Regions from separate parts of the Capra hircus genome. Here region 2 is linked to region 1. Evidence: chromatin contacts called from public Hi-C data. All regions are on one chromosome and are shown on one strand. The core of a region is the stretch at or near the end of the contact, and the rest is flanking DNA. Distances in the headings are between cores, read along the strand shown. Region 1 overlaps SKAP1 (src kinase-associated phosphoprotein 1). Region 2 overlaps COPZ2 (coatomer subunit zeta-2).

What was found. Hi-C and Micro-C count contacts between places; a contact is called where the count stands out from the background.
Region 2: a contact with region 1 is called in a Hi-C map of blood, with 4 times the contacts expected there. The contact joins two enhancer-like sites. A contact is called at or near these places in 3 of 5 Hi-C or Micro-C datasets (blood and liver).

Annotation. Positions count from the first base shown.
Region 1 is chr19:37,993,276-37,997,883 of ARS1.2, reverse strand. It overlaps SKAP1 (src kinase-associated phosphoprotein 1), which reads right to left. Exons shown (of 13, transcript XM_018064939.1): 13 at 4,072-4,436. Among named protein-coding and RNA genes, the nearest start is that of SNX11, 16 kb to the left of the region's middle. Within about 2 kb of position 2,378, at least 1 of the 5 cell types and tissues checked has an H3K27ac peak or open chromatin away from gene starts, as enhancers often do.
Region 2 is chr19:38,080,761-38,085,368 of ARS1.2, reverse strand. COPZ2 (coatomer subunit zeta-2) reads right to left here. Exons shown (of 9, transcript XM_018064949.1): 9 at 2,359-2,594. The coding sequence ends at 2,451. Among named protein-coding and RNA genes, the nearest start is that of COPZ2, 10 kb to the right of the region's middle. Within about 2 kb of position 1,973, at least 4 of the 5 cell types and tissues checked have an H3K27ac peak or open chromatin away from gene starts, as enhancers often do.

The sequences.
Region 1 (4,608 bases), core at 1,129-3,628:
TTAATTGTACTTTAGTTTCCTCAAATACTGTAGTTTTTTAGGGGTGGGAGCATTATATTTAGAAAGGATTTTGGTACAAAATAGGCCGCATCTTAAAATACATCATTAATTGAATCCCAAGAGTAGCAAAAGGGTAGTCAGTTCATACTAACTTAAAAAAAAAAAAAAACCCAAACCAAAAACATGTTTTCTGAGCAGTTAATTTTTTGATAGGAAAACAGGATGAATTAATTCAAATCCCTTGAAGAAGAAAAGTCTCTTTTTAGTTTTAAGTTTCAAGCTTCCTGCCCAATCTCTGTAAATTCTAATGGGAAATGAAATAGCTGGGCAGAAGAGAGGGGAAGCAAGGGACTAGGGTAATCCACAAATGAGAAAATTAGTTTGAGTCACTGGGCTGTGTAACAGGGATAATCCTCTATGTAGACAGCTGCTTTTTCTCAAGTCAGCTCTACAGAGTCTGCTGGCGCTCTGGGAATTAGCAAGTCAGTGCCACTCAAGATTTATCTTCCCAGAGTCGCTCTTGGTGGGGAGACAGCAGGGACAGTTTTCCTTTCGGCCAGAGATTAAAGTGCCTCTGTCCCTGGTGTCCAGGAGTTTTGTTCTCAAGATGAGAAGGGGAAAAAGAAAGAGCATACGAACATACGTTCGTTTATTTTCTTTCTTTTCTTCCTTCTCTTCAACTCCCTCATTCTCAGACTGATGTGTAAAAGCAGGACTGTCCCACCTCCTCCCCCAGTGCAGGCAGAGGCTTTGTGACACCAGTACATTATTATGTGGTTGGTGTGGAATGTGGATTTTGGGAATGTGTCACCGAGGTGTCTTGCCACAGCAGCCGAACTGGAGTGATTCAATAAGCAGTGCAGCAGACCTCGATTTTCAAAAGTTCCTTATGTCATTTCCTCTTTAATAGCGGATTTTGTGTGATTTTCGTCTTTCACATCTTCAGTTTTGCCATTTGAAAAGACTAACTACATTTAAGGTGGTGCAAATGAGCAAGTAAAAAAAGTTAAATGAGCTTTTAAAAAAGTTAACACTTCAAATCTAGGCTATTCCTTACATAAAGTGAAAGTGGCTCAGTCGTGTCCACTCCTTGTGACAGTCCATGGAATTCTCCAGGCCAGAATACTGAAGTGGGTGGCCTTTCCCTTCTCCATGGGATCTTCCCGACTCAGGGGTCGAACCCAGGTCTCCCGCATTGCAGGTGATTCTTCACCAGCTGAGCCACCAGGGAAGCCAAAGAATACTGGAGTGGGTAGCCTATCCCTTCTCCAGGGGATCTTCCCCACCCAGGAGTCAAACCGGGGTCTTCTGCATTGCAGGCGGATTCTTTACCAGCTGAGCTACCAAGGTATCTGTTCCTGACAGGAGGGATGACATTGATTTGGTCCCACTTTAAATGGAATAAAAATGTCTGGGTTTAGGGAATGAGACTGAATAGGAGTTCTGTCTTCCATTTTTATTCACCAGAGGGAAAAGATGTAGTTGGTTTTGAATTAAATACAAATTTCTAAGAGACAGACCATCATGTCGAAAAATTTAATATTGAGGTAATTGTAAAACAGTGTCTACGCTGTTTTGCTATATGGATGACAGAAGAAGCACACTGAAAAATGTATTTTTAATGAAGTGTAGCTGCAAGATTGCTTTCAGAGCATTTAGTATGCTCAGATATCAACTTGGATGATACAGGCGGAACTGTACCAATCTCAGGTCAGATTATGCAGTGGATGTTGGTAAGTTCTGTGTTAATTATTATTTATCTGTAAAGATATTTATACAGATATTTATCTGTAATGGATATCTGTACATTTGCTTCTTAAATACAGGATTTTAGCTTTCTTATTTTCTTAACATAAAATCAAGGAAGGAAAAAGGTGTCCCACCTTGTGCCCTCTCCCCTCTCCGGTTTCATGTGCTAGTGCAGTTAGTGGCTGTTCAAAAGCCATCCTACATATAATGTGGTTAGTTAAGTGCTCTAATGCCCCAGTTATCTAGTTAGTCACAGGCAGTAAGGTGGGGATTTGGTTAGTGGAGTCAAACAGAGAAGCAGTAATCTGATTAACCAGTTGCTTTCTGAGACTGTTGGCTAAGATGGTGACTGTGGAATTGAGCAGATCTGCTAGGTGAGGTTTAGCTTCAGGCAGACTGTGGGAATCCACTGCTTTCTCCTTCACAGAGAATGCCCTTTGTAGATGGTCTTGAACTTGCTGTATCTTTTCCAGCATGTAACAAGGCCAGAAATGGCCAGCTGGCTATGGACCAGATTCCCAGTTAGTCCATTTGTTTCTTTTAGGGCCAGACTACTTTCTTTTTCCTCTTTTGCAGCGAGGAGGTGAGTGTGGGGAGGTAGATGGAGGTGCCAAAAGACCCTTGTAGTTTGGCAGATGATTTCCTCAGGTCTGCAGGTACCAAAAGGACTATTGCAGTAAGGGGGCTTTGTTTTAAAGGTCATGCCACTGAGTGTCCACCTGTGCAGACTGGAGAAGCACCTGACCTTGCTCCTCTTTATACCTCTTCTGACCCTGCCCCAGATACCTCCTCTTCCTCTTCCGGTTTCTCCTTTTCTGTCTTTCCTCATGGAACAGTGGTGGTACAATGGTATTCTCTTCTTTTAGCCACCCAGCCTTCCGGACTTGGGACTCTGAGGATTCTCCACAGATGAAGCAATTGGGTAGAGTGGTTTCTGTTTGCTCCTTCTGTTAACCACTTCAGAACGATGCCTATTGTCTTTACCTGTAGGTTGGGATTGGTGCAAATGTTCCTAAAACAGAAGGCAATTGGTTCCCTTTGGTTCATCTGCGCGTCTGCTGCCACCTAGCGGTTGCTTCTCCTTTGGCACCCTGTGTAAAGTTGAGGGGCTGTCATGGACAGTTCTGTAGCGCCTTTTCTCTCTGTCTCTATTTTTTCCCCTCCCAGGCCTAAATTGTCCTCTCTTTTTATGTCTTTATCCATCACATATACACAAAGCTTCCTTTTGTTTTACTCCTGGGTCAGAGAAATCTGGAAATGAATAACTGGCATAGGACCTTTTCAGAAACCTGGAATCCACTAACAACATCCCTGTTTGTTCCCAGTTTCTCTCTTCGGTGACATGAAGTAGTGTCTTACTGCAGGGCTATGAGATGGCGGGGACGAAGGATGCTGCCAATCCAGGACAGCTCTGAATAGGAGAAGCTTTGAAGATGAAATTTCCTTAGCTGCTCAGTTGCTCATCTCTCAATATTTCTTGTGTAGAGGGTCAGGCATTAATAATAACTAAAACTTATTGAGCAGTTACTATGTGCCAGATGGTGTTCCAGGTATGTTACACTTATTAACTCCTTTAATCTCTTCAATGACCCAGAGAGATGGAGTATACCCCTTCTAAGGTGAGGAATTTGTTTCCAGGCTGATCCCAGAGGTTTTTTTTTTTTTTTGGCCACACCACCTGGCTTGTGGGATCCTAGTTCCCAAGATTGGGAAACCAGGGATTGAACCTGGGCTGGCAGTGAAAGTGCCGAGTCCTATCCACTGGACTGCTAGGGAATTCCATCAAAATTATGTTCTTTTTTTTAAACAAAAATTTTTTAAAAAGAGTGCAGGCTCGGTAGTTGCAGTGTACAGGCTTAGTTGCTCTGAGGCAAGTGGAATCTTCTGGGACCAGGGATTGAACTGGTGTCCCCAGCACTAAGTGGATGCCCATTCACTAGACCATCTGGGAAGGCCTCAAAGTTATGTTCTTAGCCATTATGTTTTGCTGCCTCTTCAAGGCAGACACCCTGAGTGCTAGCCCCAGGAAACAGGGCTGTGTAGACACAAGCCTTCCCCACAGCACTTCCTCAGCCTGCAGGATGCTGGGGCTAGTAACTGAGGCCCCAAAAGGAACTCTCCAATGTGCTGACTCCAAGAACGTGCTTCCGGCCCTGTCTCATTTCAGACAGAGTGAGCACAAAAGATAAAAATAACCAAGTAGGTGGGCTTTCGTTTTCTCTCGGGCTGTCCCTTCCCATGTTGTTTGGAGGTGATAAGAATGCCCAGAGCCAGCATTTTGATACCAGTTTACAAAAGGAAACACAACTCTATCACACGGGGTAAAGAACCAAATCAGAAGTTTATTTGTGCTTTTGAAACCAGCCAAAGCAACCAGCAATTTCTTCCTCCAAAGGCTTCCTTCTCTCTCACCTTCTCTGAGACGAGCCTGTGGAAAAGGCAGAGGTGGGTGTGTGGACACGTTTAGCAATGGCTCAGCTATGCGGAGGCAGGTTTAGTAACAGGTCGGCTGAAGAGGCCTCTTCTCACTTGTCTTACGGTGGTTTACGTTCACTGTGCAGGGGTGTCAGTGGCTTGGGTCTCTTCTCTAAAGAGAAGAGTTGGTGGTGGTGGTGGTGGGCTGGCAGGGGTAGGGAGCGGGCTCTCCGTTTCTTCATAAAGGCAGGGTAGAGAGAAGGATGTGTGTCCTAAGGGGGAAACACACATAAATCTGCTTTTATGATTCGAAATATAGAAGATATAAAAGGGTGTAAAGTAAAAAGTGCCTCCCTCCTACCCTGTCTCACAGTCATGTAATTTCTGTCGTTGGAGGCAAACAGTGTTATCATCATCTTTCTCCTTCCAGTGATATCTCAATCT
Region 2 (4,608 bases), core at 724-3,223, 88 kb before region 1:
AATCCTCCACCCACCCCACTGCCACCTCTGGGCCCAATCACCTGCTTATCAGTCTCCCTCCCCTTCTTTCCCTACTGCCTGGCTCCTGGCAAACACTCAAATATTTGAGTGAACGAAAGGAATGCGCGAATATCGTTAAATGAAGGAGGCCCAGTTTGGAGTGAAAGTGAGGTCCGTAGGGTTGTGCCCAAAATACTTTGGGTAAATGATTCAATTTTGCCTACACCAGGTTCCGGAATTAGAGAGTATCTACGAGAAATCAGGGGTAAGATTTTTTTTTTCCCCCTCTGCAGTTTAAAGGGAGATTAAGAGCACCGAAAGTTTGATCCTTAACCCGATCTCCAGCTCATCCACCAACCCACTCCCAGGCCTGTCTGGTCCCGCCTTTGCCATACTGAGCCACGAAGCAGACACCCTCCCTGCAGAGGTCCAGTCAGCGGGGAGCCATCCATCACTGTCTGGATACGGGCCAATCCGACCAGCTCAGCCTTTCTGCCAGCCAATGACCGGAAAGCAAAGGGCGAGCGGAGCCAGAGAGGGTACCGCCGGCTCAGTGTCGTTTAAAGCAGGGTCCAAGGGCCTGGAGGTGCTACCTCTGTGTTCCTAGCTCGGTCTAGGTGTGGATTACGTCCCCCCTACATCTGAGCCCCGGGCCAGTGTTTCAGTGTGCGCCCTCCGGCTGGGTTACTGACGTCCCCGGTGCCAATTCACAGGAGGAAAGGGGGCGCCCTGAAGCCCCTTACCCACAGATACTCGAGACCCGCGGGGTAGCCCACGAGGGCAGAAAGGAGCCCAGGAATTGAGAGCAGACGGCGCCCCCACCCTCGCGTGCTGCGCGCCCCAGGCCGTGCACACACGGGGGAGCGGGGGAGGCAGGGCCAGCGGGCAGAACTCAAGCCAGACAACCAAGCCCGCGGTTCTGGCGGCTCCGCGGGGCTGCGGGCGCCAAGAAGGGGCTGGGGTGCAGTAGGCCTGTCCGCCTCAGCCCCGGGAGAGCCAGGCCTGCAAACTTGGAGTCCTGGACCCCCACTCTGCCGGCGCTCCCCAGACCTCCCGGATCCCTGCCCCCGCCACCGAGGTTCCGCGCAACCTTCTGAGCTGCCCCCTCCCCGCCGCGGGCGTGGGTCGGCTGCTTCGCTGCAGCCCCTCTCCCCAGAGTCCTTTGGCCATAAAGGGCAAGGGCACCTCTCTGGTTGCCTCTCCGCATTACCAGGGCCCCTCTACTCATTCCTCTTAATCCAGTGTAGTCCCTGTGTGGGCTAGCGGGTCGGACGACCCTAGGATTGGGAGCGTGACAAAGCTGCCTCTTTCCAGCTGTCCTGGCTCTGCGGAAACTGTCGTAAATACTCTAACCTTTCAGAGCCTCGGTGTGCCTCTCCGTAAAATGGGCAAGCACCGCATAGTCCACAGTATTCGGTGAGTCAGTTTGAAGTGCCGGGCCTTCCCATTCCAGTCTCTGCACAATTGAAATTGCAGGACCCAGCTGGGCGCGAAGGGTTACTAGGAAGCGAATTTGCCCCTCCGGTTCCTGCGGTCATTTAGAGGCGGTGGATGGAGCGGACACCGGATGAAGCCGAACATTAGCCAAAGTATTTCTGGAAAATCTCTCATTTCCCGTCGCCACACTGGCCCCTGAACTCTACAGCACTTAACTGCAGTCTTTTTTTTTTTTTTTCAGGGTTGCATTATTTATTGGAATGGTTGTGTACAAAGTGTTTATAATCTGTTTATATAACTATTATTTTCTCTAATTACAAAAGTAGGCAGGCCCATTTATAAATATCCATTGTAGAGAGTTTTTTTATAATGTAGGACTTGCTGACACACAGGGACCGCTTCTACTAACACCCAGGGTCTGTCACTTTCAGCAGCGGCAGGCAGAAATTCATGAGCAGTGCCTGCAGCGGAGCTCGCAAGGCCGGTCCCGCCCGCTGGTTGCTAGGGCAACGCCCTGCCGCTAAATTTGGAGGCCAGCGATTAACTAGCGGGAGCAGGGGTCTGTCCCACCCTGGGGGCGGAGTTAGCAGGGGGCGCGGGACTCGGAGGGAGCGCGTTCCCCGCCTTTCCCTCCAGGTGGCGCTATAGGATCGTGGATAAAGTCGCTGGACCCGGCTCCCCGCGGCGGTGGGCGCCTAGGGGCGGAGCCAAGGCGGGGCGTGAACTTGCATCTGCAGTTGGCTCTGGATCTGGGGAAACCAGCGATCCCGGGCCGAAAGTTATCGACACTCTCAGGGACTTCAGTACGCCACGCAGAAAAGGGAAAAAGGGGAGGTTCTGGAACAGGGAGAGAGAAGAGGAGTCGTGACCCCCGAAAGTCACTCCATCTTTCCCATCTGCCTATAGGATCCCTCTCCTTACCTGCAGTTCTCACCCTCGGGCGCGCTAGGTGCTCTGGACACAAATGCAAGGTGGGAGCTGGGCCGGTGTCTTCTCACCCCTAGTATCTGGGCCTAGCCAGGCTTGCAGCGCTCTAGTACCCAGGATATATGCCAGCATTGGATTTCCGCGGCAACTTCCCGAGCAAGCCAAGAAAAACAGGCGTGCTGTTCCTCAGTTTGTCCAGAGGAAACCTTTACGCCCTTCCCTTCTGGAGACTGAGAATGGAAAAAGTGAGCTGAAGAATACCAGTGCGGCCACCACGTGTGTAGTATCTTTTGCTCTTTTCTTCCCAAATGCACTGTTTCTCCCATCGTGACTCTTTCACCCTGTCACAATCATATCTAGCCCTCCACAATCATACACTGCCTCACTTAAGTTAAATCGGCTCCTTTCCCTTTACCCACTTCCTCCCCAGTCACACAACCACAAAGATACACCTAGTACTGGGCATCCGGAAGATGCCTCAGTGTGCAGAAGCCCTTATCAGAACACACACACACTTCCCAGGCCAAAAGAGAAAGAGACCATTGGCAGGAGACAAAAGCAGGTTTATTTGGGCTCTGGGGCCAGGGATGCCTAAGGTGTGAGTTAAGACAACTCAGCTGGTTCTCAATGCCCAAAGGGCAGGCCAGGGCAGGGAGAAGGGGTGACTCAGTATTGAAGCCAAATCTCTGCATTTCAAGTCCCTGGCTGGAGACCTCGGGAGTCAGTTCTGGGAGGGCATGGGTTCTAATGTTCCCTGGGGTCTCTGTGCTTTTGCTAGGATTGGGGGAATGGTCTGGGGGCAGGAGCCTTGAATGCACAGCCTTCATTTCAGTAACGACCATTTAATTTGTTCCTTGGCAGACTGAAGAACCTGGGTAGGGTGGGGTGTGGAAGGTTGAGAGAATTACTGGGTGGAATTCAAGTGCATTAACAGTGCAGTGGCAGGTTGGGGGGATACATGTCCTGGAGATCCCAAGTCACTAGGTGGCAGCAGCTCATCTCTGCCTGCTTTAAGGGGGCTGGGCCATCAAGATGGAAAGAGCCGCTCAAACTGGCTGCAGCCAGCAACCAGCCCAGATGGGAGCTGGCCCAGCCTGCCCTCTGGTTCCAGCATCTGCAGCCCTGGGTGTGGCAGCAGCCTTGTCTCCCCCACACCCACACCATGCCATGCAAGCTTCCACCCGCAGTGCCACGTCCAGGCAGAGGCGGGCCCCGGCCTGACACTTCCTGTGCCCAGACACCTCACCAAACCCCTAGCTCTAGCTTTGGCTGGCAGTAAGTCCTCAACACCCCACCCCAAGCTGCTGCTGATGTGGCACAGCTGGCAAAGGACTCCTGGGCAGGCTCTGCTGAAGGCCACCTGCACTCAGATGTGTTCACTTTCATATCCTGCTGTGAAACCACCTCAGCCCCATATTTACACAGATCCATGCAACTGTGCACACACCATGCAAACACAGTGCGGACCCCACCTATGTCCCTCAGATTGTCCCTCCAGCCATCAAGCCTCACTCCCACCCGAAGAAGGCTGATCCCACACTGTATGTCCCTTCCTCCTGCCCACTCCCCCTCCTCTCTCAGGGACAGCCTGGACCTGGAGTCCTCCTGCAGTTCTCAGTGAAGATCTACCTTTCTCCTTATTTCATCTCCCATTCACTACCTGCACATCCCTTGGTGTTTACTCAAGAACTCCATTAAAAGTGCCCCATGGAAAACAGGATGTATGCCAAGAGCTTTCCGTGCTTTAGCTCATCTAATTTTCATAATAACTCTATAAGGAGTGTCCTGTGATTATTGTGGCTCAGACGGTAAAGCGTCTGTCTACAACGGGGGAGACCCGGGTTCAATCGGGAAGATCCCCTGGAGAAGGAAATGGCAATCTACTCCAGTACTATTGCCTGGAAAATCCCATGGACAGAGGAGCCTAGTAGGCTACAGTCCATGGGGTCGCAAAGAGTTGGACACGACTGAGCAACTTCACTTTCACTTTCACTTGTGATTATGCGAGGCCCAGAGAGGTAGACTATCTTGTGCTAGGCCACCCAGCTTGTAGGTAGTAAGGCAGAACGCCACATCCTTTGGACGACTCACACCAGTGCCCCTGTTCTTATCTGCTCTGCTCATTGTCCCTTAACCTCTTTAGCCCTGAAAATTGCCATGCGGCTGCATTCATCTCATCAGGGTAGGAGGAGGCAAGGAGAACGGGGAAGGGAGAGGCCGCGTGAGCATGAAGGGCAGGTACAG